7 separate regions of the Mus musculus genome follow, and all the other regions are linked to region 7. Evidence: chromatin contacts called from public promoter capture Hi-C data. All regions are on one chromosome and are shown on one strand. Each heading gives the region's core, a stretch centred on a gene start, on an enhancer-like site or on the middle of the called end of the contact. The rest is flanking DNA. Distances are from core to core; before and after follow the strand shown. Region 1 holds the start of Hbs1l (Hbs1-like (S. cerevisiae)). Region 2 holds the start of Moxd1 (monooxygenase, DBH-like 1). Region 3 holds the start of Taar1 (trace amine-associated receptor 1). Region 4 holds the start of Taar9 (trace amine-associated receptor 9). Region 5 holds the start of Myb (myeloblastosis oncogene). Region 6 holds the start of Stx7 (syntaxin 7). Region 7 holds the start of Tbpl1 (TATA box binding protein-like 1).

Region 1 (4,060 bases), core at 668-3,167, 1.4 Mb after region 7:
GTTCCAACAGCACTGTATAAACCAGGCCTGCCAGCCCATCATCTGGTACTTGGGAGACAGAATCAGAGGCAGAAAGATTATGTTCATCACCCTTGGCTATACCGCGATGACAAGTCCAACAGGGGCTACATGAAACTGTCTCAAAACAAAAACCTATAGATAGAGGCAGTCCTGAAAAGTACTTGGAATTAAACGGTAAAGTAACGCAGGTGTTACACAGAGGAGCCAACAGGTTTTTTGTCCACAGACTAACTCTAATGAAATTAGAATACTTTTGTGAAGTTTTAATTACTGAAAGCCCAAAAGGAAGCCTAACTGGGAAGAAGAAAATGGAAAATGAACTTTTATGAACAGGAAGGGAGGAACATCCCAAGACAGGCTACGCTTGCTTATGATGTCACTGATTGTTACAAAGGAATCAAACCTGACCTCAGGTAGCCAAGGTAAGAAGGTATTCGGCACTCAGAGGCTACACAGAAATCCCAGCCCTTCCCTTCTAATTTAGACCCTCTCTTTTGCATCGTTTCTATATTACTGTCATCACACTGTGGAATCTCTCATGCTTTAACCAGCTGTTACTGTAAACAGTCCTCATGTGTTAAGCAGTACCCTTAAATAGTCAATTATCACTGGCTGAGGAAATATATTGGTAATAAATGTCCCTTATTTCACAGCTACACAATCTCTTCCAGACTAAAGTCATTTCTTAGTGGTAGTGGTCCACCAGGCCTTTTATACAGACACTATGTATTCTTACAGTGAATGCCTGCCAAGTAAGATATTCCAGGCAGACTGGGTCAAAGTCTCCAGATGCAGCCCAGGTTGTTGGTTGGTCAAACCTGTTGAGGACACTGAAGCTCACAATCCCCCCAAAGGGGGTGTTAATAACAACCGCCTGCGTAAACATTGCATCTTCTCCATTTTAAAAAGCAGCAGGTCTTTAGGATTCTTGCATCACTTTACATTTGTGTTTATTTTTAGCTTCTGTGATGCTAAATGATGCTTATTATCATCCACTCAATGCCAACAAACTGCGAGTCCCTTTTTCATGACCTCCCCGCTGGTGTTATTTTTCCATTTCCTTTTTAAAATCAATCTACATTAAGCACTGTTTGCCAATAACTGAATTTATACACCTGAACATCAGCAAATCGACCCAATTTCTTGAGCCCTTTTAAACAAGAATCTTTTCTGTTTCTCACGTCCCCAGTTTTGAAATCCGTTGGAAAAAAATGGAGCAGTCAAAAACGCAGGGACACGGGGACAACGAAATAAATCTGACGTTTGTAGTAGGCCGGCCGCAGGTAAGCGCTAAGCCAGCCTCTTTTCTAACTACGGCCTCGTGGGCTTGTCTGAAGGAGGGCTTATGAGACAGACGTCAGGAACTCATTGCGGGATCCCCGCAGGAAACAGGGAAAGAAGAGGTGACGCTTGGATACGAACAGCATCGGATCCCGACCTCGCCACACCTATGGGCCCTGGAGATGCTACACCCCTGCCCGGTCGGTGAACTAGCTCAGCTAGGAGGCAGACAACACGCCGGCTTCCTCCCCGGGTGTTCCTCTCAGGTCCTGCTCGCTCTCCGCCCGCTCCCTCTCCGCCGAAGATCCCATTGCGAGCGTGGCTCCGGGGTCCATGCTCGATTCCAGGGAGATGTAAAGCGGCCATGGAGACAGCTGGAAGAGCTAAGGTCACGGCCGGCGCGGCCTTACCACCCACCTTCATCGTAGTTATATCCCCGGACGTTCCGATGCCGGGCCATCGCGCACAGACGGCGCCTGCCGCCGTCCCTTCCAGAAAAACTCGGCTCAGAAACCGACGAGGCGCAGACCGCGGGCGGAACACCTCTGCCGCGCCATCTTGTCTTCCGCCAGGCCTCTGCGCCGAGCGTCCGCGCATGCGCGACGTCATACCTGCGCACTTGGCGACGGCAAGCTCTCGGGGTCACTGCGGGCCTCCCGGGAACGCGTGCGCGCTCGCGAACTGGCGGGGGGGGGGGGGGGGCGAGGTCCCGCCCACAAGCGAATTGACTGACGTGGACTTCAAGGCCAGAAATGAAGCAACCAGAGGGTTGTTGAGCGGGATCCTTCACCTACACCGGTTTTCAGGATTATTTCCCAACTTTGGTTTTTGATCATCTGAAAAGCTGCCTATTTCGCTCAGTAAAAACAAGGACTTTGTTTCAGCTTTTAAGCCTTAGTAAACACTATAGGCAATCAATAAACGTGTAAATTTGGCATAATAATTAGTCCAAGCTGTAGAGGGAACTTTTTGAATGAGTAATTTTAGCTTTGAAATGTAGCCACACTGGGTCAATATGCTTCGCATGTAACTCATGGCTTCAGGTATGGGCTCCATATTAAATTCATTAACAGCTCTGGTAAACAACTGTCTGACCTTAGCTTTGTAAAATATTTCATTAGCACGAATTAATTAAGAAGGAAGCCTTAGACATTGATTGAATACATAAATATGTGAACTTGCTAAGGGTGTTTAGTACAGCTTTTCAGACACAGAACTAGCCTTGGGTGCTTATGATGTAATAATAACACATAAATCTATAACCTGTTATTAAACATCCTTGTTTCATACAACATAAGGCTAATAATGCTGTGTAAAAAACATCAACCTTATTATCACACTGAACAAACCATTTTATTGTAGCTTGTGCTTTCAATGCCAAGACCTGGAATCAAAGGCGAATGTCTAACACCACCTTACTCAGCTTTTCTAATCCACAACAATGAGGATAACACAAATTAAATCCATATTTGTAAAGGGCTCAGATTTGAGTTCTGACTGACTACCCAATGGTGTTCTTAACTCACAATGTTTCATATGGCTCCAAGGCAAAACTTTATAGACAAAAAAAAAAAAAAGTAGATGCTAATTTTATGATTTTTAAGTGTTTTATTTTATACCTTTAAATAATTTCCACATTGCAGCCTATTTCTTTGTAAGTGAAGATATTATCTTATACATTATCAAATTCATAAATAATATTTGCCCATGTAAGAGGACTTAGCACAGGACATTAAGTGCTAAAGAGTACTAAATGTGCTGGACCTGGTGGCTCAATTCCTTTAATCTTGGTACTCTGTAGACAGGGACAGGAGGACCAGGAATTCAAGGTCATCCTTGGCTACACAGGGAGTTCCAGGCCAACCAGCACTGTTGAGACCCTGTCTCAACGTCACGTACATAAAACTTAAAAACCAGGGTCAGCTTCTATCCCACTGTAAACGTGAATGCTGTTAATTACAAGTCACTGATGCGGCTATTGAAGTAAATGAGTTATAAACCGACCACATAACTAGTAGGGTGAATAAGAAAACAATCCTGCCTCAGACATGACACATAACTTGGGTGTGTGGACCAGTCTGTTCTGTATTGATTCCTGAAAATGGTATATTATTTACACTTGTTAGTTTCCCTGGCAAGGTGACATAACTCAGAGTCACCTGGAAATTGCCTCATCAGAATTGTCCTGTGAGGCAATGTCTTGATTGATTGATGCAAAGAGTTTCCAGTCTGCTCTACAGGGCAACCTCCTTAGTAGTGGGGCCTGGGCTGTAAGAGAAAGCAAGCCAAGCATGAGCAGAAGAGCGGGCCTGTAAGCAGTTGCACCTGTAGTTCCTGCTTCAGTCTCTGCTTCAGTTTCTACCTTGATGTCCCTCAGTGATGGATTGTAACTTGAAAGTGTGGGGCTGGTGAGACGACTGATGAGTTAAGAGCACTGACTGTTCTTCCGGAGGTCCTGAGTTCAATTCCCAGCAACCACATGGTGGCTCACTACCATCTCTAATGGGATCTTATGCCCTCTTCTGGTGTGTCTGAAGACAGTGACAGTGTACCCATATACATTAAATAAATAAATCTTAAAACAAAACAAAACAAAAACAAAAACCAACAAACAAACAACCTTGGAAGTGTAAGCCAAATAAACCCTTTCCTCCCATAGTTGTTTTTTTGGTTTTGGTTTTTGTTTTTGTGGGTTTTTTTTGGTCAGAGTCTTTTAACACACTGTACTGGCTGGTTTTGTATCTACTTGACACAATCT
Region 2 (3,709 bases), core at 1,184-3,683, 1.5 Mb before region 7:
CGATGCTTTTTGTGTCACTGTTCTATGCAAAGTCTCTTCTCACTGGAAGCAAAATTGCATGAAATACAAAGTCTACTAATAAAATCATATGTCCCATTAAAGAAGCATTGGTTTGAGCATAGTTAACTAAGGCACACCTATCATACCACTGTATGAGAAATCTTAAATAAATATCTAGGGAGGAAAAAAGGCTTTAAGGATTAGAAAATAAAATCTCCCACTTTAGATTGCCAGCTGTAATCAGAACTTTTTTATTGATATTATTAATATTTTACCTTATTAGAGAGGTTTCAAATAGGCTCTCTTGCCACCTAACTACTTAATGTGTGCCCTAAAATCAGAAGAATCGCTAATTAAATGAAATGGTAAAGGAAGTCAGGCAAATAAGAAGCTGTGTAGCTCATATATGAAATCAAAGAGTGTATTTCTGAAGCACCGGAAAATAGAAAGGGCGATTTCCCATCCATTGCACATACAGTTGTCCATTCTTAATGCGTCTCACGTTAATATATAACTACTGCTTTAAGAAGAGTTCAGAGTTTCTAAATCAATCTGAAAAAACACTTGATTCGTACAAAAATAAAAAGCAAATACTCTTTGGTTTAGCAAGATGTTTGTGATGGGCGCATTAGCAGCAGTTGGGTCAGGATCCTTCCCTTGGACTTTCATTTGATAACTAATTGTATGGGCTTTCTAGAAATGCTGCTGTTTGGACAAAAGTAGTATCACGTTGAATTTTAAAGTGTACCAGATCGCTGTTACACAGCAAGATGCCTCATGCCCACTTCTATAGGCTGTGCTGGGATCATGATACTCTACAAAAACAGCTTTATTTTCCCCCCCTTTGGTTGCAATAGGTATTAAAATAAGGTCGCATCTTACTCAGATCCTGGTAGAGTAAGCTAGTTGGCTAGTGAGGCCTGGGATCAAATTCTCAGCCATCAAATCCCATATCAGAGATGATGCAGCATCAGAAAGGCTCATGTAAGGGAGGTCAGCAGGCTGCACTCTAGCAGAGGTGCACAGCGCTTACAGGGGATAGCAAGGAAGTGATGACTTGGGGAGAAGTAAACACACACGGCAGGGTGGCTTGAAAATTCGAATTGCTGTCAATTTGTTTCCAGCCAAACATTTCAGCGTCAGAACCGAAGCTATAATACGATAGCCCCTCAGTCAGAATGCTGTGAAATTCCATCTTAGAAGACTGGAGGAAGTATTGAGCTATACACGCTGAAATTCACAAGGGGCATTCTTATGCTGCTCAGAAGTTTTCCTGAGGCTTCTTAGCTAAGGTTTGCATTCTTGCATGGGAGTTGGCCCGTAAGAAAGTGTGTATATCCACTATGACCCATATGAAGTTCAGTACCCAGGAAGTCGAGCTACAGAATTCTGTTCGTTTCCCTACACATAAAGATGCCTGGATCAGGTAGCATCTACCAGAACTCTCTCCCCTAGAGCTAATGGGCAGGGAGCGAATCAGATGAATTTGTCGCCTATTAAAGCGGAAAACCTATCCCTGAATAGAGGGCTCTGCTTGGAGACTCTAGGTTGTGCATGGGTCGCTAAACCTGGCTTCCTCGAGAGCTGTTAATAACAAAACTTCCTTAAGCAAGTTTTCAGGGCCCTTCATTCATCTCGTGCATGCTCTAGTAAATGTTGGTGCTGCTCCTGGGATGCCCCCAAAGCCAACCACTGGAGACTGCGATTCCCAACCTTAGACAGGCAAGTGCACACAGGTCCGACCAGTTAGGTCTCAAAAGCTGTGGGTTTTTTTTTTTTTTTTTTTTTTTGATGGGGTGGATGGAGGGGAATGTGTGGTCTGTGCACAATGGTCGGTGAAGTGGGGCACCAGGATGCGAGCTTCCCGAAGAGGTAAACTTCCCCGGGCGAAGACTGCAAATGACACAGGCAGGGACCCCAGGGCAGGCTCGGATGACCCTGGGGCAAAAAGTGGCAAAGGAGGTGAGATGGACTCTGCTGCACGGAGCCCGTATCAGCCTCACCTTTGGGTGGACTGCGCTGCCCATCGCCCTTCTAGGGCGATCCCAGCGCAGGGAGCTCCCCGAAGGGACCCGAGCTTACCTGGAGGTAGGGCCGCCCGTGGGCCACTCCGCCTACCACGATGTCTGCCGCGGCCATGCTCCCGGTGGGCGAGAAGCCGAAGCCCACGTAGCCGTTCGTGCGTACCTCCAGACGGAAGGCCAGCCTCTCGCCCTGCCGGCCCCAGTGCAGCCAGTACTTGCCTTCGGGATCGAGGACCACGCGGTGCGGGTACGAGCGGCCCGGGCTTCCCGCAGCCGTCGCGGGGAGCAGCGCCCACAGCACAAGCAGTGGCCAGCCGCACATCCTCCTGTCCCGCGCCGCACCTGGGCTGCAGCCACTGGGGGGCGAAGACCAGGGAGCCCAACTTGGGACCGCCCCGGGGCTGGCCGCGCCCGCCCGCTGTCCCCGCCCCCGCTGGTTCTGGGTCCTACCAGGAGACTCCCCAGCCTCTCCCCAGGCATCCACCTGCTGCCACCGTGTATCCTATTTTGTCCCTGAAGTCTGGGTTAAGAGGGCAAGAAGGCAAGGAGCTTCCTGGAAGAGGCGGAGAAAAGGGGACCCAGCCGGGTAGAAGAAAGGAGGGAAAAAAAGGAATCGATGTGCAGACTGGGAGGGACCTAGGAAAGGAATTGGAAAGTGATGGGATAGAAAAGCATCCCTCTCGGGACCATGGGAGGGAAGAGACAGCTGGGAAAATCTGGGGTGCGGAGGAGAGAAAGGGAAAGCACCCCCACCCCCCAGATGGAAACTGCGCAGTTTGCATCCCTGGCAAACTTTTGACTTTTGACTTTCCTCACTGGAGCTCGTAGTGATGCCTGCTCATCCAGCAAGGAAGGCACACCCTCATCTTCTTCTCCCTTCTTTCAGTCTTTCCTCTTCTGGGAGGAGGCAGGGCTGGGGAGGGGGGGGGGTGCAATTCTTAGTTCTCCTGCTGATTTAGCTTTCCGTCGGGTTTTGATTTCTTCAGTTTGGTGGTGAAGGAATGATTTCTGCCTATACAGAAGAGGATTAGGTCAAGGTCAGCTTTCCTCTGAGTCCCTTTATCCCTCACTCTCCAGCCGCTGCCGCCACTGATCCTTTTAAGTTCTGGCCATGGTCTTGTTAGTCTCAAGTCTTGCTTGGCTTGTTGGTCTTTGAACACAGCACTCCTGTATTCCAGATGCTCAGTACTCATACTGAGGGCACATTAGATTCCTCATTAGTTTATATACACTTTACCATATTTCAGAAGCAAACTCTTGTCTGATTTAAAAAAAAAACAAAACAAAACAAACAAAACAAAAACAAAAACCAAATAGGATAACAAATACCGGGAGGACAGACCAAAATACCGATAAGAATATAGATAAAGCACACTGTTGCTCTCTGTACTATTTCTATCCAAGTGTATGTAGATGTCAGTATAGGATGTGTGTGTGCGCGTGCGTGCGTGCACACGCACGCACGCATGTTTCTATTGCTTAAGGTTTCTATTGCTTCAATCGAAACCACGACAAAGCAAGCTGGAAAAATAAAAGGGTTTATTGGACTTATTGCTGTTCATCATGTAGAAAGTCAGGGCAGAAAGTCAAGCAGGAAAGAAACCTGGATGCAGGAGCTGATATTAGAGGCCACGGAAGGGTGCTGCTTGCTAGCTTGCTCCTCTTGGCCTGCTTTCTTATAGAAC
Region 3 (3,958 bases), core at 901-3,400, 1.2 Mb before region 7:
CGCCCCCGCCCCTGCACCTGCCCCTGCCTCTGCCATCAGTACTGAGATTGCAGATCTGAGCCACTGTATCTGGGGATGGAAGAATTTACTACCTCCTTAGAAGATCTTCAGGTTTATGAACAGACAATGGAATGTACATTTTAATTGGCTATCTTAATTTTAGTTGGCTATCTTTCTTTGTCATGAATTTGGTCATGAAAATGTCATTGTCATTAAATAAATCCAAATTTCTAGTGATAGTTAACTTGAAACTAATTCTGTAAGATCTATTTGAGAAATACCTTAATTTCAAATTAATGAATATAATTTATATTTCCCTACATCCTTTTAGGTTATATTTTTGGAAACCACTATTTCTGCCCCTGTTTTCATGGATAGATAGATAGATAGATAGATAGAGAGAGAGAGAGATATAGAGAGATAGATATATGAAAACCTATGGTTGGCTTACCATTTTCATAAATTTAATCACAAACTTTTTAAAAACATTAAAATATATTGGTTCCATGGATTGCATTACAAAAATAACATATATGTGTATATACATATATATGAACATATAGGTATTCATATACATACATATATACACACTCATATATGACAAATTCCTTCTGATTTGCACTCTAAATTCAGCCTTGTGATTTCAATTTCTGAATGAACAATTACCATCAGCTCACAAAAGATCATCTAAGGGCAGAAAAAAGTTTTTTACATGTAAGTCTTAATACTAGATTTACCACAGTTAAACCTACATAACAATAATGTCCGAGATCATATCTGTTCTATGTCAAGTAACAGATTATATACAAACACCAAAGTATAACTTACATATATATTTTAACTCAAATAACTGATGTTAAAAAACCATGAAATCTGTGCCTATAGTTGGCTCACTATGTTCATAAATATAATCACCAACTTTTTTTTTATTTAGTTTATGTTTATGAGTACACTGTAGCTATCTTCAGACACAGCAGAAGAGGGCATTAGATCCCATGACAGATGGTTGTGAGCCACCATGGGGTTGCTGGGAATTGAACTCAGGACCTCTAGAAGAACAGTCAGTGCTCTTAGTCACTGAGCCATCTCTTCAGCCCCCAATCACCAACTGCTTTTAAAAACTGTAAAATACATGGGTTTCATGAATTGCGTTACAAAAATAGCTTAGACCTAGATGAATCTTTTTGGAAAATTTTACCAAGGAGAACCATCTTCAAGGCTCTTCTGAACCAGGGATAGAAAAAGGCATAAACCATCGGATTGAGGGCAGAATTCAAGTACCCAAACCAATACAGTGCGTCATTCAGAGAGGGTGGGATAACATAGCCCAGGAAAGGGTCCAGGACCGTGCAGAGAAAGAACGGGCACCAGCATACGAGGAAAACGCCCACCATGATCCCTAAGGTCTTCGCGGCTTTTGTTTCCTTGCTTTGTGGTGCTTGGCTTTTCCCTTCCAATCCAACTTGAACATTCGTACGATTGATTGACCTTGCTTGTCCTTTAGCTATGAAATATATCCTATAGTAAACAAATAACATAACAGATCCAGGTATATAGAAGGAAGTCATGAACGCCAGTACCCCAGATACTTTACTAAAGAAGGGAGAACAGCCGCCCAGGTCGCTGACCTGACTGCGATACAGCTCTTCCACTCCTTTTAAGTTCAGTTCCAGGAAGATCATCCCAAATGCATAAACAGCAGGAAGGCTCCAACTAACGAGGATCATCACAAGAATAGTGGAGATATTGATCTTGGCTTTGTATCTCAAAGGGTCACACACAGCACAGTAGCGGTCAATGGAAATGAAAGCTAAGTGGAAAATGGAGGCGGAGCTCAGCATGATATCGGTGCTGGTGTGAACTTTACAGAGGATTTCCCCAAAATACCAACAGCGCTCAACAGTTCTCACCATGCTGCAGGGCATTATCAGACAGCCCAGCAGAAAGTCGACAATGGCCATGGAGTGAAGGAGCCAGTTGGTGGGTGTATGAAGTTGCTTGAAATGGGATATGGAAATTATTACTATTAAGTTGCCAACCAGAGTGGCCAGGATTATGAGTGACATTAAGCTGTACAGGGAAGCTTGGACTTCTCTTGACCAGTCGCTGTTTCTGTGGGAAATGTTTGTGATAGCGTGGCAAAGATGCATCACTGCAGAGAACTAGACACAGGCTGGGCTTTCCCTCTGGCTGTTGAGCAATGCTTCTCCAGAACTCATAGTCAGGTTAGAATTCCACCTTCTTCTATTTTTATGGACACGTACCTGTCCCTGAAATCTGAGAGGAGAGAAAAGGAGAAGAAAAATGAGGAACCAGTCAGCAACTAACTCAGTCTTTTATACCATATTTCCACATTCTTGGTGAAGAGTATCTGCTTTGGAAATTTGACTTACAAGGTCCGTGTAATGCTTCAGTTTAAACCATGTTTAATACCTAGTTGGAGCTGGACATTCTGCTAAAATATAAAGCTCAGCATAAAATAAAGTCAGCACATAAAATCTCCATGTTCATAAGCCAAAGAGAGTCAAGTGATGACAATTCTGTATTTCCATCAAGGGAATAGACTTTGTCTGAAGGAAGACAGAATCTACATGTCAGAGTTACCTGAGCAGAAGGTAGATTTAAAAAAGCCTTTAAGTGTTTCCTGGGAGACATTTTTCCATCAATACTCTATCAACGTCATTCTTAGCCAACTTACTATTGTATTACCAAACTCAGTGGTCAGTCTTCCAACTACGTTTTGTCTGGGATCTCGTCATTTTTTTCAGATAGATCCTTCCTCTGGCTCCTGAGTCAGCACCCCTTACAAGTCTGGCACCTGACAAGCTGATGCCTTCGGTCCCAGCTGCTCATCTGTCCTCCCCCTCCCACAAGCCCCAGTTCCCTTCTGCACCTTCTCTTCAGACAGCTTCTCATGAGCGTGTGTAATCTGCAAGCCAACAAGTATAAAACAAGCATCTGCCTTCATCTTCCCTCAAAACACCAGAGTAGCTTCCTGCTTGCTGGAAGATATCACTCTTAATGTCTAGGTCAGGCTGTCTCTTCTTCATCATTTGCCCAAATCTTACTCTTTCTCTGACCTGAATGTCTTGGAAGTATGAGCTCCAGTTTGAGAGTACTTGATCCGGATCCTAGATGAAAGGATAAAAATGCTTTTCATGCTAGACTGATTATTGGAATTTGATTCCAGAAGCCAGGAAGTAAAAGGAGAGAATACTCCCAAGGTTATTTTAACTGGATGTATTTTCCATCACACACACACATACACACACACACACATACTACACACATATACACATGCACATACACACACACACACATACTACACACATATACACATGCACATACACACACACACATACACATGCACACACACACATATGCACACACATATGCACACACATACACATGCACACACACATATGCACACACATACACATGCCCACATACATACACACATGCACACATATGTATGCACACATACACACACATACACATGCACATACACACACATATGCACACACATACACACACACACATACACATATACACACACATACACATATACACACACATACACAAACACACACACAGAAAGAGAGAGAGAGACTGAGACAGAGCATGTATGCCCGCACTAACAACAACAATAATAATATTATAATAGCATTCCTCAATCCAAAATCTTGATGAAATTCTTTTTTTCTCATGCTAAAAATATCTACCTAATAAAAAATTATCTTGGCTCTTCATGGAAAATATATCTAAGACTAGACCACTTTTTATTTCTACTGATAGCCATTCTGATCCAAGCCACTTGTCAGATGCTAATGACATTTTCCCAGCTGGTTTCCATGGTATTTTCTAGTATCCTTACAAGGATACCAACCAAGGAAACAGCATTATTATGGAAGAACCCATATGTTAATTATATTTTCCCAAAATATTGACGTACTATAAA
Region 4 (3,734 bases), core at 321-2,820, 1.4 Mb before region 7:
ATGCCATGGGATAAATGGCAGTAAGTGCAGGCTACTCTCTAGGATGGAGATGAGTGATATTCAAATACAAGGTGTCTCTTAGTCCCAAAGTAGAAGCTAATCACTTGCTTGTCAGGTACACTTTAGAAAGCCTCTTTACACTATATGGTCTTCTAAAAACAAAATCAAACACCCACAGAAATAACATGCGCCTTGGATGGCATTGTTCACACGTGTTTACAGGGCACAGCAGGGGTACAGGCAACTGCTCACACCCACCCCAGCTGCTCACACTCCTCTTGGCCTGTTTAAAACTAAGCATCCTAGAAGTGCAAGGAGACCTATGGCTTGTTTTTCTTTTCTTTTTTTTCTTTTCTTTTCTTTTTTTTTTTTCTTACTGATTTTAGACAGCTCACACAGGCTCTCTTCCTAAGAAACACTTTCATGATGGTTATTCTAGTAACAATTCGGTAAGAGTTTTCCAGGATACTTCCAGCTGCTCAAATCATCAACACAAAAAGACAAAATAGAAATATAAGTCACAGTTAAAGTACATTCCTCATGTGTGTGTTTAAGGCAACTAAGAGTAAGCTGGTCCCAGCGTTCACACTCTATACTATGGGGATTTTGAGCTTACAATTTGAAGGACATGTAATTTATTTTTTTCCAGTTTAAAAAAAAAAAAAAAGCAAAACTAAGTTGTTGATTGCAGCCGATGGCCGCTCTGGGGAGACAAAAAAGAAGTAAATAAAATTCAGCCATTGGTGGCAAAACCAGTTCAATCCAGTTTGCTATTTTCAAAAGGTAAGATGACATCCACAGAAAAAAACTTTTCTAACAATTAATAAAGTAAATTCTATGATGATAGTAATTATAATATAGTAATAATAGGGCAAAGATATAATATAAAATAAACATTAGACAATGTACATTTACTTAGTAAGACTTTTGACTTTTAAATGGCTTTTTGCAACAGGTTTTTGTTTCTTAACATCCTTAGAGCACTTTTGGGAAAGAGTAAAATGGGTATACAAAAAACACGTAGTAAAAGGTTACCTTTACTTTAAATAGAGTTCTTGTTTTTTTTTGTTTTTCTTTATGTTTCCCCAGGAGATTTTTAAGTTGTTGTACTGGCTAGTTTTGTGTCAACTTGACACAGCTGGAGTTATCACAGAGCTTCAGTCGAGGAAATGCCTCCATGAGATCCAACTGTAAGGCATTTTCTCAATTAAAGATCAAGGGGGAAAGGCTCCTTGAGGGTGGGACCATGTCTGGGCTGGTAGTCTTGGGTTCTATAAGAGAGCAGGCTGAGCAAGCCAGGGGAAGCAAGCCAGTAAAGAGCATCTCTCCATGGCCTCTGCATCAGCTCCTGCTTCCTGACCTGCTTGAGCTCCAGTCCTGACGTCCTTGGTGATGAACAGCAGTATGGAAGTGTAAGCCGAATAAACCCTTTCCTCCCCAACTTGCTTCTTGGTCATGATGTTTGTGCAGGAATAGACACCCTGACTAAGACAGTTGTTAACCCCGTTTTTTGCTTTAGATTGCTAGAATGGAAACCTGGGAAGTTTACAATTACCAAGACTGGAGGCAATGACAAGCGACTTCTCCCCAGAACCGCCCATGGAGCTCTGCTATGAGAATGTGAACGGATCCTGCATTAAAAGCTCTTACGCACCCTGGCCTCGAGCCATCCTCTATGGGGTCCTCGGTTTGGGAGCCCTGCTGGCAGTGTTTGGGAACTTACTGGTCATCATTGCCATCCTCCACTTTAAACAGCTGCACACGCCTACGAACTTCCTGGTGGCCTCCCTGGCCTGTGCTGACTTCTTGGTGGGGGTGACAGTGATGCCCTTCAGCACGGTGCGTTCTGTGGAGAGCTGCTGGTACTTTGGGGAGAGTTACTGTAAGTTCCACACGTGTTTCGACACCTCCTTCTGTTTTGCGTCTCTGTTTCATTTATGCTGCATCTCCATTGACCGGTACATTGCAGTTACAGATCCACTGACCTATCCGACCAAGTTCACTGTATCGGTTTCTGGACTGTGCATTGCTCTCTCTTGGTTCTTTTCTGTCACATACAGCTTTTCCATCTTTTACACGGGAGCCAATGAGGAAGGGATTGAGGAATTAGTGGTTGCTCTGACCTGTGTGGGAGGCTGCCAGGCTCCACTGAATCAAAATTGGGTTTTACTTTGTTTCCTTTTGTTCTTTCTGCCCACTGTGGTCATGGTGTTTCTATATGGTCGGATATTTTTGGTGGCAAAGTATCAGGCTAGGAAGATAGAGGGTACAGCCAACCAAGCTCAGGCCTCCTCTGAGAGCTATAAGGAAAGAGTAGCCAAAAGAGAGAGGAAGGCTGCCAAGACCTTGGGGATCGCCATGGCTGCATTTCTCGTGTCCTGGCTGCCATACATTATTGATGCGGTTATTGACGCTTACATGAACTTCATAACTCCTGCGTACGTCTATGAGATATTAGTGTGGTGTGTTTACTACAATTCAGCTATGAACCCCTTGATATACGCCTTTTTTTATCCTTGGTTTCGTAAGGCAATAAAACTTATTGTGAGTGGCAAAGTCTTCAGGGCTGATTCATCAACAACTAATCTATTCTCTGAAGAGGCAGGTGCAGGTTAAAACAGTCACAGCAGAGATTTGAAATCTGACTAGGGTTTAAGGTCAGAGGTAAAACTAATCCCTCTAATCTAGCGAGGTCCCATAATCATTCACCCAGCAGGAGATCTTAGGTTCAAAGGCTACTCTGAAGTATTTTCTTCTTAGAGTGCCTGTACATTTTAGGGCTGAGTCACAGGGGACCCATCTGTTAATTTCTTCCAAAGTGGTGTGCTCCTTAATGTCTTTGCTTTGCTCTGAAATTTCTATTAGTTTCTTTGAGTCATTTGAAGGATTCTAATTCCCCCCTCGCCCCTCCCTGTGGTCGGTTTTCCCTCATAATGAGTGTTCGGATATTGACAATAACAAAGACAATGAAGCGCTCACAAACATGGAATTAGCATGCAGGAGACAAAGCCTCCTTTAAGGCATATGTTGCATGAGAAGTAAATATAATTTCAAATTATTTAAACATTCATTTTTAATGTTAAGGGACATTACAGTGCATTAGCACTGAGAACACCTAAGTGACTGAAAAGCATCTAAACGCATGCAAAGGCTCACGTTTCAGGAACCTGGGGGTTGCTCCTTCCTCTTTTCACAGATATAAGTTCACAAGAAACACGTGTGCTTATACTGCATTTTAAAGTGTTAATTCAAATGTGTGTTTTTTTTTTTTTTTAACATTTGTGGTCTTTCTTTGAATCGAAGGGAGTCAAACAGGAAAACCAAAGGTTGTTTTAACACAACAGGAACTCAAACAGATATTTCCTGCAGGAATGTGTCCCACTTTCTAGTCCAGTATATAATCCTCAATCAATGTGAGTTTTAGTTCATTTTGATTAAAATGTGTGTTATGTGTTTCAAGATACAGTGCTGATACATTTTAAGTAGAGCTGAGAGTGTTTAGCAGGAAGAGGAGAAGGGGGACACGAAGCTTCCCAGCTGAGCACTGGGTGTGGTTCAGAAAACAAGAGATCCAAGAGATTGCCTTAAACTGCTGTGCCTTGGTCTCACTCCTAAAGAAGCAACTGAAAGCCGTGTCTGCTAGCCTGTGCGTCAGACACGTCTTTATCCCAACATGGTCTTTCCTTCAGCTGCAAATGGGAACTTCGTACCAACACTTGGAGTAGTAGAGAAAA
Region 5 (4,074 bases), core at 872-3,371, 1.6 Mb after region 7:
TTATGTCTGTCCTCCACACTTATTACTTTGACACATACGAGGGGGGAATATAAGACTGTATAGCAAAATAACTTGGAGAAATAAGAATATTATGAATTCCCAAGCCATGTACATACCAATGTACAAAACCACTAAAGAAATGATAAGTGTTTTTCTACTTAAAAGTTCTTCCTTTTCTTTTTTAAGAATCATAAAACATAACTGTACCTCTTCAGAACTCTGTGAAGGAGGCTGTGAGATCAATCATCTTAGCAAGGATTCAAGAGGCTCAGGAATGGAAACCCTTCCATTTAGATGCACAGAGTAACACCCAGACAGACTGCTGTCCCTTGAGAGGTGAGTCCTTCCTAGATGTTTGTCATAGACTTGGTAAGTACTTATTGTTAGTGCACAGAAAGTTCATTACAGACTCTACACATAAGTATTGGCTTCAAATGTGTATTAAGTTGCAAGAGACTTGTAACCATGCAGCAGTGTGTCACAGTAACTTTCTGCTTTCTTCTTATTTTAAAGAAACTGTTGTAAACCCTTAGGAGCATGCTCTGAAATGTCTTCATAAAGATTAAACGATATAGCTAATTTTAAGAAGCATCGTTTCAAACACCAGATAAAGTCTTGAAACTCAGCTTGCTTCAACAATTTAATAAAATTATGACTCATTTCAGTAAGAACATGCTTTTTTAGTAAGAAAAAAAAAGCTTTCTGAGCTATGTTTGAACCCCTAAAGCACTTGGGACACTCACACACCCAGTCAGCACAAGTCTTGAACTCCTAAAAGATTAAAGGCAAAATAAATTGGTGTGTATTGAGAATGAAAAGAAAAATCCCCAAGGGTACTGATTTATAAACAGAAGTAACACTGAAAGTCCCCTGAAATCCCCCAATCACCAATCCTTATAAATTCAGCACTTTGCACATCGCTCCTTTGGGAACCTGTAGTTAAAGTTACAGGGATACCTTCGCTGACTTGTGGCTGGTAAACTCTTCAAATTACACCCAACAGGGTCCTTACTGTTTAGCTCAATGGTTCTCAGCCTTCCTTTAAAGGGTCTCAGCTGCGACCCTTTAATACAAGTTTCTCATGTGGTGGCCCCAAACATAAAATTATTTTCATCAGTATTTTATAACTGTAATCTTGCTACTTATGAATCATAATGTAGAGATCAGATATATATCAAACGTACAAGATAACAGTCGAGCAATCCCAAGTGGGTCGGGACCCACAGGTTGAGAACCAGTGGTATGGGTTTGGTTTAAAAAAAAAATGAATCAGGAGTGCACAAGTTCCTGAGAACTGCTAGGGGTTGTTTGTTTGGGATCCAGTAGGTTTGTCCAGCAAGTGTTTGACGCAGGACCCAGGACCCGAGCGCACTCTGCAGAGGCAGAAGTGCGTGGTAGGCACCTCCTAGGGTGGGTGGGCCCGGCGTGTGTCTAAGTGAGGGAGGAAGGGCTTATGACAAAAAGCCGGTGGTGTGTGGGCTGCAGGATCTGGGAGGAGATTGAAAAATGAGCCCGGGGCTCGATCTGTCAAAGGCTGTAGCCACAGGGCTGACTGTATTTAAGTATCCTTTGTCGCTTACCAGTGAATTAAAGATGTCCCTTTAAAATTAAAACATGAAAAACTGGACCTAGTCAAAAATCGTTGGGGGTTGGGGAAGTACGCTCACTCTATTCAACCGATCATCCCTCACACTCTCTGCTCCCGGGTGTGTTGAAGTCGGGGCGCAGTTGAAACCCTGAAGGCAGAAGTGTGTCACCCAACCCCATCGAGGTGCCCTTGAATGGAAGCGCTGCTGATTCGGGCTCGGGAGCCCCGGAGCCTACGGAGAGGAGCGACCGCGTAGCCCCGAAAGCGGTAACAGCGGGACCCGGTGTGAGCCGGCGCCACCCGGCCACGGAGCGGGGTTTGCGCAGGAAAAGGCGCCACCGCGGCCCCGGCCGCCCCTCCCCAGCCCGGGCTCCCCGCCCGCCCGCCGTCCCGGCCGCGCTGCGCGCCAGGAGCAGCTCCGCGGCGCGAGAGGCGAATGGGAGCGGCGGCCAGGCGGGCTGCAGCTCGGGCGACCGCGGAGGCGGCGGGCAGGGCGCGTGCGCACTGCAGGGGCGCCAGATTTGGCGGGAGGGGGAGTGTCCAAACCTCTTTGTTTGATGGCATCTGTTTACAGAGTTACACTTTAATATCAACCTGTTTCCTCCTCCTCCTTCTCCTCCTTCTCCTCCTCCTCCTCGGTGACCTCCTTCTCCTCCCCTTTCTCCGGAGAAACTTCGCCCCGGCGGTGCGGAGCGCCGCTGCGCAGCCGGGGGAGGACGCAGGCAAGGCGGAGGGCAGCGGGAGGCGGCAACCGGTGCGGTCCCCGGGGCTCTTGGCGGAGCCCCGGCCCGCCTCGCCATGGCCCGGAGACCCCGACACAGGTAATGGGGAGGCTGAGAGGGCGGCCTCGGGCTAGGGCGCGCGGGGATCCAGGCATCCCGGAGCAGGTGGGAATGCCTTCCCTGTTGGTTTGCGGGGCTGTCAGCCAGTGGCAGAAGACACTCGGGAGAAGGATGAATGGAAAACTCTGCGAGAAGCGCACGGGTATAGTGGGAAGCATGCCCTGAGGCTCTTTTTTATTTTATTTCCCTTTTTCTTTCTTTTTTCTTTTTCTTTTTGCAAGTTGCTCGGGGATTCGTTTCTCTTTGGGGGGTGGGGTGGGGGGGGGGCTCGGCACTCTTCAGCCGAGGACTGAACGGTTCCATCAGACCCGAGGAGCCCACCAGGTGTTTGGCTTGATGCCCCGAGTGTCGGCGAGGGAGTCGCAGCCTAATTGCTGCATGCATTGAGGTGTGTTTGCACTTGAAGAGCATATGGCAGATATAGGGAAAGGCCGGGTTGTTTAGTAGCTGCAGGTAGTTCATTTAAATTTCATTCATTCATTATGGAGGCGAGAGAGGTGTCAGCTGACAGGCAGGCAGCTGCAAAGATTTTAGGGGGACAAAATGGGTTTGCAGATTGTTTTAAACCCAGCCGTTTGAAGATTCTTGTACTTGTTATGGAAGAAGCTTTTGCAAACACTGCACGCGCCCGCGTCGCACATGTCACCGCACCGGCCGAGATGATGCGTGCACTCTCTTTCCATTTTGGCCCCACCTTCGGGAAGAGGGATCCTCTCGGAACTGTCAGTTGCTGGCGCTCAAGTCCGGCCCGACTCGGGGTTTCCCGAGGACACGCCGGGGCTCCCAGAGAGCAACAGATGCGGGGCTTAGCTCGGTGGCGGTCGCCACTCGGCGCAAAGTGCTGGAGGCAGGCGGCACCCAAGGCAGCTGCAGTGCACCCCGGGCGATGTCGCCGCTCTTCTCCTGGGCCGCGCACACGTGGAAGCAGCTGAGGTCGCCGCTGCTCCCAGCACTCTGCTCCAGCTGCTTTTGGTGGCCCGCCTCTGGCAAAGCCACCGACCGACCGACCCTAAGGAAGATTCGGGGGGGGGGGGGGGAGTCCGCGGAGACACAGTCTATCCGCGCCCGCCTTTCCACTCGTGGTTTGATTTTCGCTAAACAATCTGTTCTCTCTCTTTCTTTCCTTTCTTTCTTTCTTTCTTTCTTTCTTTCTTTCTTTCTTTCTTTCTTTTTTTTTGGGGGGGGGGGGGAGCCATCAGGACCTGGCCATGCAGGGCGCGGGCTCTGGGAAGTTGCAGGAGCGTGGGCGTGGGCCCTGCCGCGCACCCTCGGGATGGGCCAGGCGGGGAGCGGCAACCGCTGGGCATCGGAACAAGAAGGGGGTGAATTGGGGAGACCTTGAATCTTGGCTCCCAGTGCCTGGCCCCGGGCCTGCCGCGCCAGCCTAAGTGCCACCCTTTAAGAGGTTTCGCCTTTCGCTTTTGGGACCTAAACCGCCCGCACCCAGGTCACCTGTTCTGCAGAAAGCTGAAACCTGCAGCAGGAGGAGGGAGTTAGGAAGGGGTGCTCCCAGGAGGTGCGGCCCAAGCTGGCCGCCCCAAGGTTCAGTCGGGGCGTGGCCGCGCAGGTTCCCTGGGGCTCGCAGGTAGCCCGGAGCGGAGGCGGCAGGGAGGGGCGGGAGCCTTGAACTTGACTCAGGGGGAA
Region 6 (3,893 bases), core at 518-3,017, 1.4 Mb before region 7:
CCTAAGAGTAAATATAAACATTTCTAAAATACTGTTTCAGGCTTATTGCTACCTGGGCTTTTCTCAGTGTCCCTTTCTATCTGTAGATGGCCCTTTCCATGATACACACCCAGCCCCTTTGAGGACTAGCTCTTTGTCTCAGTAAGGTGTTATCACACACTAAAGATGCCAGGTCTGAAATGAGAAGTCTCTATCAATGTAACTTCTACTTCAAGCGATGCATCATACTTAGAAGATGGGAGCATTCACACTCTTTGTTTTCAATTCCTAAAACAAACAGGAGAGGAATCATAGGAGACAATCAATCATGAGGGTGCTCAATCTTCCATATGAGTATTCGGTCCACAAGTGCATCTTTGCCCAGCTCCTTCATCAATCCAAACGCTACACTGTTTGGTTTCAGCTTAATTAACCAAGATTTTTTTTCCTCCACAGTTTCACACATTAATATTTCAAGTTACACTGAACCAGAGAAAAATCCACACAGACTTAACTGTGGGAGTTTTATCTAGCAGTACTAGTAGACATAGAGGTAATATTTCCCTGCAGTACTGGGGACTGAACCAGGGCCTTGTGCACACACCATTTAGTGGCATATAGCTCAACATAATTATTCATAATTTTCCACCAGCAGCGTATGGATGAACTTGGGATAATAATCAGAATTAGAAACGACTGTTAATCAGGAGCAGCATAAGAAGTGAGCTAGCTGAAGGAAAAGAACCCAGAGGTCAGTGAGTTAATACTGTGTTCTATTAACTTCCCCAGACACTGGGAAACTACAGCCTCGTTCTTAACTAGTCACAAGCCTGGGGGCCAACTTCGAAAGCAGCTTGCAAAGCCGAAGACCCATCGGCACCACAAGGCACAATTTAACAGTGTTATCAATCTCTGTTCACTGCGGCTCAGAGTACACCTAAAAGAAATGCCTACCTCCAACAGGACCAAACCAGTGTTTCACAGTTAATTCCTTTTATTTTCCTGATTGTGGAAAACTTGTAAATAATAATTCCTGACAAAATACGAGATCTGACGCAATCAAAAATTGATATATGCATATAAAATGCAAGCAAAATTTTAACAGCTATAAGGAAAAATTAGCATTTGACTGTAAAGCTTCCTTCCTCTTCCCACCCTCGTCCAAGCTTTTTTTTTTTTTTTGGTCTGAATTTAACCTAGAAAACACATATGCGAATTCTCGAAATACCTTGTTACCTTGTTATGTGTCTTGCATAAATCAATTGAAACGAGCACAAGGTAGGTCAAAGAAAGTTAGCTTGTGTGAGTAAGGCCAACAGCCAAGCAAAGGCCCTGGGCCGCGGAACGAACCTGTGGCCAGATGACCAGGGCCCATCGCGTTTCCCTTTCTGTTCTTCGGAGGAGAAGTTGACAGAGAATGGGAACACGGTCGTAGCCTGCCAGGATCTGGCGGTAGTATCCGGTCCCCAAGGCTCCATTGCCGCGCGCCCCGGTGCTCGCACGTCGCGTCCCGGAGTCCGGAGCGGGGCGTGGGAGCCCGAGAGGGAGGCGCCGGCCCTGCGCCCTGGGGAGCCCCGCTCTGCGCACCCCAAAGCAACCACTAGCGAGCTGCAGTTCTGAGGTGTCCCTCCCGCCCCCCTCTCCCCCGCCTCTGCAGTCTCCTCTTACCCTGACCTCGCCGGCTTCCTCGGCCACCTCCAGCCGCTGTCACCCGGGGGCCCACTGCCTGGCGCAGCCGGTCTCAGCTGATGGGCGGCGGCACAAGCACGCCCACTGCGCATGCTCGGGGCACAGCCCCAGGAAGGAGGAGGCGGGGCTTGCGTCTCTCCCATTGGCCAGTGACAGCTGAAGCTTGGAGGGACTGGCAAAATTGCTGGGGAGCCAAGCTCTGATGGGTGACAAAGTGATGTCTATGGGCAACAGAAGAGGAAGCAATACAATAGAGAAGAGCTGGGTTCTTTATTCGGAGGCGCCAGACTCCCTGGACTGAGGGAGCACTCTCAGCTTTTAAAGGTTCTGTTTCCTAACCCTCAGCTCTGTGGTAGACTTGACAACTCCATTTTTAAAATGTCACTGCAAAAATGTCAAGGCAATCCTAGCTAAAGCCCCGGAAGGATAAATGAAAGATAATCTCCTAATGCCCACTTGATAAAGATGTTTTCCTGGCTCATAGTTGGTATCGCATCCTTGAAATACAGGATGTGGTTTTCCCAGGCTTTAAGAGCACACACTGTTCCAACAATAACTCTTCAAGCATGTGACCTCTCGGATGAGAAACATCAGTTGTTCATGTGAAAGAAATACTTTGCCAAATTAATTAGAATAGATTGCCTTGGATTTGCCTATAATTAAGATGGTGTTATTTCTGGAAAGAGCATGAAAACACATGATACCAAAAGTTCGATAGACTTCAAGTGGAGGTAGGGGGAATCCATACTATTGTGAATCAGAACCACAGAGCAAACTGTATGTTGGTTGGTTTTACACCTGCAAGCATACGTAGATGACTTAGGTCAGACTCAAACACAGCGTCTTCTCAGTAGGATCCACCCAGTGGATCAAAGAACATGTACTCATTTAAAGTCATGTGATTCAGCTCGGGCCATGGTGAACTGTTGAGGTTTGCTGTTTTGTCCAGCACTGGAAATTGAACCAAGGTCCTTGGACATGAGAGGCCTTCACTCTGTCCTCTATCTCCAGTGGTTTTTGTTGTTGTTGTTGTTGTTTTTGAAACAAAGTCTACACAGGTTACCCAGATATTAACCTTGAACTCACTCTGTAATCCAGGTAGACCTTGAACTTGCAACCTGCCTCATCGTTCAGAGTACAGACCTGTATCATTGTCCCGGGTTGTTTGTGGTTTTGTTTTGAGGAATGAGGGATCAAACCCAAGGCCTCACATTTCAGGTAGTTGATCTACCCCTGAGTTCTACCTATCATCTCCACTGTGAACTTTTAGAAGTATTAGTCCATCATAGTGACATTGTATGTTTTCCAAGATACAGAGGAAATTCAAGTTTTTCTTTGAAATCTCTCCCTTTTTCAAAATTGTTTTATTTTTAAAAATCATTCTTTGACAAGGCAATAACCTCTAATAGAAAGTCATGTTAGCTGTTAAAGCTACAGAGTCCCTTTTAGAAAATCTGGTTCTGTTTCCTCATAATACAGATTAAGGAACCTGAAACACCAAACACTTCTAAGTCACACAGGTAATTAGGAACAACAAAGCCTTAAGTGTCCTGTCCAGACTCTTGAATCCTTCCTGCCACCGGATCCAGACAACTAATATCTGCTGAGAGTCTATTCTGAAGCAACTATCAAGCCTTGCACTACAGATTTCAAATTGAGTAGAATATGGTGTTTTCCTATCTGGCAGTGGTACCCTCCACATGACACCACATGCTGAGATGGAGATTTATACAGAGCCTAGCGGTAACCCAAAAGATGACTGCCTCGCTGTAGTGTCAGTAGTGGTTTTTGAAGTAAAAACAGGAACGAAATTTTTAAAAGTTATATAAAAGTTTCACTGGAAGACAACATGGAAAGGAACATCTCAGCCAAAGAAGAAGTGTGCATGTTTATTTTCATGTGTATAATTTATAATGTGTAAATGTTTACTTTATTTGGATAAAGCATGTTGCGTGAACTCAAAAGTCAAGACCCTAAAAATGCAAATGAGATTCTTAAAGCAAATAGCCTCTGTCCCACGTTAAATGACTGATGGGAGTTGAGCTACTACAAGATATTGAGGAAAGGTACTAAGTTCTCTTACTCCCTGCCACATAGGAAAGTCTGGGAGAAGAAAATTAAAGGGAAATACTACAAAGAAGAAAGGCAATAATGTAACAATATCATGCCCATAATGTAACAATACCGTGCCCATAATGTAACAATACTATACCCATAATGTAACA
Region 7 (3,641 bases), core at 162-2,661:
TATAAGGAAGGCTCCTTGGCTATAACAAAAGGCAGCCCAAAGTAGAGGGCACTTTCCAGGTATCCTGCTGGGCTGCCTGAAGGAAAGTATCAAAGACCTTAGAATCAGTCGCCATTGTTGTAAAATTGCCTTCTAAACAGGGCAGTAGCCCCTAAAAATAGAGCTTTTTCTGGTTATCGGTTTTTTGTTTTTTGTTTTTTTTTTGTTTTTTTTTTTTTTGTTGTTGTTTTTTAAACCATACCCCGTTGCTCTCCATTTGGGAGAGAATCCAAACTCCTGTCTGCAAGGTGCAGATGAGTTTGGGTCTTCGTTCCCCTCCAACTTTATCTTGTCACTTTCTCCTAGCTATACTCGCCATGCCCTATTCCTATTAACACCTCCACGCCCCAGTGTAGCCAGCCCCAGTGTAGCCAGACCACAACATCCTCTTTTCCTCTCCTCTCAGGGCCATCCCTTCTAAATCTGTCAAAATCAGTCACCATAGGCATGACTTTCTCACCCAGCTTCTTGTTCGTCCTATCCCACACAAAGTACACCTATTTAATATTGCTCAAAAAAATAAATAAATAAAAGTGAGAACTGAAGCAAATCTGTCCTTCAGGGCTTTAAAACGTTCGAGTGCGCTGTGTGTGTGTGTGTGTGTGTGTGTGTGTGTTGTGCGCGCGTTTTCACACTTTAAGAGTAGGGAGGAGAGATAAAGAGGCATCCTTGGCTATCCCTCAAATACTTAAACTTCCCTACTAGGTGTGCACGTCTAAACCCTGTGATGACAGTCTAAGTCATTCTCAAAAGGCCAAGTGGCTCCAGTCAGAGGCCAAGCCACCTAAGGAAACGGCTCACGTGACCTTTAACCCGCTGGCCTCCACCACCGGCCAGAGCGAGCCCACAAGGGCAAGAGCTGGGTCGCGCGGGCGGCTGCGCTCCGGCCGTTATGAGCCTCGCTCCTCGGGCAGCACGGCCCAAGCCATCCCGAGGGCGCACTCCGCCCGGTGCGGCCGTTCAAGCCAGCGAGTGTGCGTCGCCAGCGTCCTGCTAGCCCTGTTGCTCCCGCCACGCCGCCGGGGGCCCTCGATGAGTAAGGCCGGGATCCCCGTCACCCCGGGGTCACGACTAAGGGCCCAGTGGCTGCTAGCTGAGCTCGTCGGTACAGGCGGTTGGGTGCCAGGCACAGTTCTGGTTTACAGGAAAATGAAAGCCCATTTGTGTCATGCTGCTCGCCAACGAGGAGCTGGAAAATAAACCGGGGGCTTCAAATCCACCCCGGGCGGGCGAGCTCAGGGAAGCGCAGCCCGGGTACCCAGCGCCCTCCGGCCACTTCCGCCTCGCCCAGCCCGCGGGCAGGAGGAGGACTTCGCCAGCGGCTTCGGGAAGGCGGAAGGAGCTAGGGGTTGGGGCGGAGAGGGGAGCAGCGAGAACCGGAAGTGAGTGGCTAGCCGGGATCCCCGGAGCTCCTGGGTCCGGCGGCGCTCTAGCCGCCTCGTGCCGCCTCTATGCCCCCGTGCGTCTAGTCTATTTATTGTCGCGGGGGAAGCGGCGGCCGCCCTGTACCCGGAACAACAAAGCGAGAAACCGAGCTCGAGCCTTGGGGGGCTCCTAGCAACGGGCCTGGGCGGGAGTTCCATGGAGACTGGGGAGCGGACCCGTTTTATCTTCATCCTTGTCCTCCAGCTTCTTCTCCGCGTCCGACGCAACCAGCAGCAGCGCTGCCGCCGTGTCCTTTACGACCGCCCCGTCTTCCCACGGTAACCCCGTCGGCGGTCCGGGGATGGGGGTGCGGGGCCCGCGGGGCCTGGAGCTGCCGCGGGGCGTCTCCGCGCCGGTTGGGCTGCGGGGAAGCTGTGCGAGGCGGGGACCCGAGCACGGGAGCGCCGCGGGCCACCGGCTAGTGGAGAGGACGGGCCAAGCGGCTCGGGCATCCCAGTAGGGATAACGGGGTGGGGGTGGGGCGCGCCTGCCTCGCGGTGGAAGGCGGGCAGGGATGGACCGGGTTCTGGAGCCCGCTCCCGGGGGAAAGAGGGACCGTGACACTAAGCGAGGGGTCGGTGGCTTCTCGGAAAACTTGGAGCAGCTGCGCGAAGGCTCCCCTAAATAGCGGCGCCGGCGCCTCTCGCTTCTGGCACTTGCCGGGAGCCCCACTCTATAATAATAGTAGTGGCCGAATTAAGCTTCGGCAAGAAGGATCTGGAACGCGGGAAGATAGAAATGAATTGTGAATAGGGTTGAGCAGGGATGAGAGGTGGGAAGGTGGGGGGCGGTAATCGCTTCATAATCGTCTGGACGGGTCCTAGAAGTATATAAAATGGGAAATGACTGAAATAGAAAACACTCCCTTTGCTGAGCTAGCTGTGCATCTGCAGGCTCTGCCAGGGTGTACATTGCACCGAGTGTCAAGCTGCAGCCAGTCCACATCTGTGAGCTTTACTGCATCTGTCACCTGCAGAGCGAGACTGGCAGTGACTAGTGTGAGCTTGGCATACTTGTGGTTAAGAAGAATGGCTTAGAATTGCGACTTGTGTGTGAAGCCATAACAGATTCCCTTAGGTAATTGAAAAAGGGAAATGTAAATAAGGAGGGCATTCAATCTTCTGGCTAGAATTTGCAGTCTCTTTCCAAGTTTGAGAAAACAGCAGTCCGTTCAAATCAAGAAGTGACTTTTAGCACTGTCTGATTGAAAGAATTATTTAGGGTTTGGATACGCCCCGTGAAATATTCATCAGTTTGTGTTCTAAAGCCTTGCATCACAGACCACTGGTTTTATACTTTGCTAAACCATATTAGGTTGGGTGTGGTGGCACATGCCTGGGATCCCAGCCTCTGGGAGGCTGAGGCAGGAGAACGTGAGTCCAAGGCCTGCTTAGGGGTATAATAGTACGTGTCTCAAAAAACAAAACAAAACTGAACTTCCCATCAGTAAGTGAAGTATGTCTGTGGTCCGGAAAGGTTACGTTCTACGGTGATAACATTTTTATGGTCAGTAGGAGCAAGGCTTTTCATACAGTTGAAGATTAATGATGCAAACAGGATTGATAATCACATAGACAACATGTCAACCACAGGTTCAGTTGCTTCTCCTAAGCAAAAGGATGTCACCGTTACTGCCAGTCCTCTTGTATAGTTTGTGCTCCCAAAACGAGTGCCAGGAGCTGTAATGATCTAGTGCTGTGTTGTTTCGTGAAGAGGAGCCAGGCAGGGTACATTTTAAAAAGTCCTGTGTTTCATTTTAAGCTTCCAACTGGGACTCTGGGGTCCAGTGTTGTTAGCTGAAGTACTTCCAGGTTGACAAGAAGATGAGCGGCTTCCCTTTAAAAGAACTGGAGAGTTGAACATTGGAATCAAATTAGGTTTTAAAACTCTTGAGATGAAAAAGTACTTTAGAAGCCAGGGTGAGACTTTGCTTCTTATTTTTATATGGCTGTTCTGTGGAGGCTGCTTGGTGATCATCCACTGTCGTGGGACTTCTTCACAGTGTGGATCATAAGGAGCTCCCCGCACATCAGCGCTGCCTTTAGTCTTACTTCACCTGGACTGTTTGCTGAGACCGCAGTCTCATGTGGTCCCTGAATACGGGTCAATTCTAGCATCTAACTTTCATTAATCTACTTTCGGCTTTCCATGGTATTAGCCCCAGAACTCCATGTTCT

What was found. Promoter capture Hi-C pulls out the DNA fragments that hold promoters and counts their contacts. Capture Hi-C pulls out chosen DNA fragments and counts their contacts.
Region 1: a promoter capture Hi-C map of adipose tissue shows a contact between it and region 7, with 3 times the contacts expected there. The contact joins the promoter of Hbs1l here to the promoter of Tbpl1 in region 7. A contact is called at or near these places in 3 of 39 promoter capture datasets (embryonic stem cells, hippocampal neurons and liver) and 1 of 9 other capture datasets (adipose tissue).
Region 2: a contact with region 7 is called in a promoter capture Hi-C map of hippocampal neurons, with 3 times the contacts expected there. The contact joins the promoter of Moxd1 here to the promoter of Tbpl1 in region 7. A contact is called at or near these places in 3 of 39 promoter capture datasets (cranial neural crest, embryonic stem cells and hippocampal neurons).
Region 3: a promoter capture Hi-C map of liver shows a contact between it and region 7, with 4 times the contacts expected there. The contact joins the promoter of Taar1 here to the promoter of Tbpl1 in region 7. A contact is called at or near these places in 6 of 39 promoter capture datasets (embryonic stem cells, frontonasal cranial neural crest, liver and 1 more).
Region 4: a contact with region 7 is called in a promoter capture Hi-C map of hippocampal neurons, with 9 times the contacts expected there. The contact joins the promoter of Taar9 here to the promoter of Tbpl1 in region 7. A contact is called at or near these places in 8 of 39 promoter capture datasets (the 3T3-L1 cell line, 3T3-L1-derived adipocytes, hippocampal neurons and 3 more).
Region 5: a contact with region 7 is called in a promoter capture Hi-C map of pre-B cells, with 5 times the contacts expected there. The contact joins the promoter of Myb here to the promoter of Tbpl1 in region 7. A contact is called at or near these places in 6 of 39 promoter capture datasets (the 3T3-L1 cell line, the C10 cell line, hippocampal neurons and 3 more) and 1 of 115 datasets of contacts at active chromatin or transcription factors (astrocytes).
Region 6: a contact with region 7 is called in a promoter capture Hi-C map of liver, with 6 times the contacts expected there. The contact joins the promoter of Stx7 here to the promoter of Tbpl1 in region 7. A contact is called at or near these places in 9 of 39 promoter capture datasets (the C10 cell line, cranial neural crest, embryonic stem cells and 6 more), 3 of 115 datasets of contacts at active chromatin or transcription factors (astrocytes, extraembryonic endoderm stem cells and large pre-B cells) and 1 of 9 other capture datasets (liver).

Annotation. Positions count from the first base shown.
Region 1 is chr10:21,293,836-21,297,895 of GRCm38.p6, reverse strand. Hbs1l (Hbs1-like (S. cerevisiae)) reads right to left here and starts at 1,917. Exons shown (of 18, transcript NM_019702.2): 1 at 1,720-1,917. The coding sequence starts at 1,762.
Region 2 is chr10:24,222,241-24,225,949 of GRCm38.p6, reverse strand. Moxd1 (monooxygenase, DBH-like 1) reads right to left here and starts at 2,433. Exons shown (of 12, transcript NM_021509.5): 1 at 2,083-2,433. The coding sequence starts at 2,346.
Region 3 is chr10:23,918,598-23,922,555 of GRCm38.p6, reverse strand. It overlaps Taar1 (trace amine-associated receptor 1), which reads right to left and starts at 2,150. Exons shown (of 1, transcript NM_053205.1): 1 at 1,152-2,150. The coding sequence starts at 2,150. The coding sequence ends at 1,152.
Region 4 is chr10:24,107,370-24,111,103 of GRCm38.p6, reverse strand. It overlaps Taar9 (trace amine-associated receptor 9), which reads left to right and starts at 1,570. Exons shown (of 1, transcript NM_001010831.1): 1 at 1,570-2,616. The coding sequence starts at 1,570. The coding sequence ends at 2,616.
Region 5 is chr10:21,159,031-21,163,104 of GRCm38.p6, reverse strand. It overlaps Myb (myeloblastosis oncogene), which reads left to right and starts at 2,121. Exons shown (of 16, transcript NM_001198914.1): 1 at 2,121-2,409. The coding sequence starts at 2,387.
Region 6 is chr10:24,147,163-24,151,055 of GRCm38.p6, reverse strand. Stx7 (syntaxin 7) reads right to left here and starts at 1,767. Exons shown (of 10, transcript NM_001358563.1): 1 at 1,648-1,767.
Region 7 is chr10:22,729,217-22,732,857 of GRCm38.p6, reverse strand. Tbpl1 (TATA box binding protein-like 1) reads left to right here and starts at 1,411. Exons shown (of 7, transcript NM_011603.5): 1 at 1,411-1,742. It overlaps Mir7663 (microRNA 7663), which reads left to right and starts at 3,426; the gene lies at 3,426-3,486.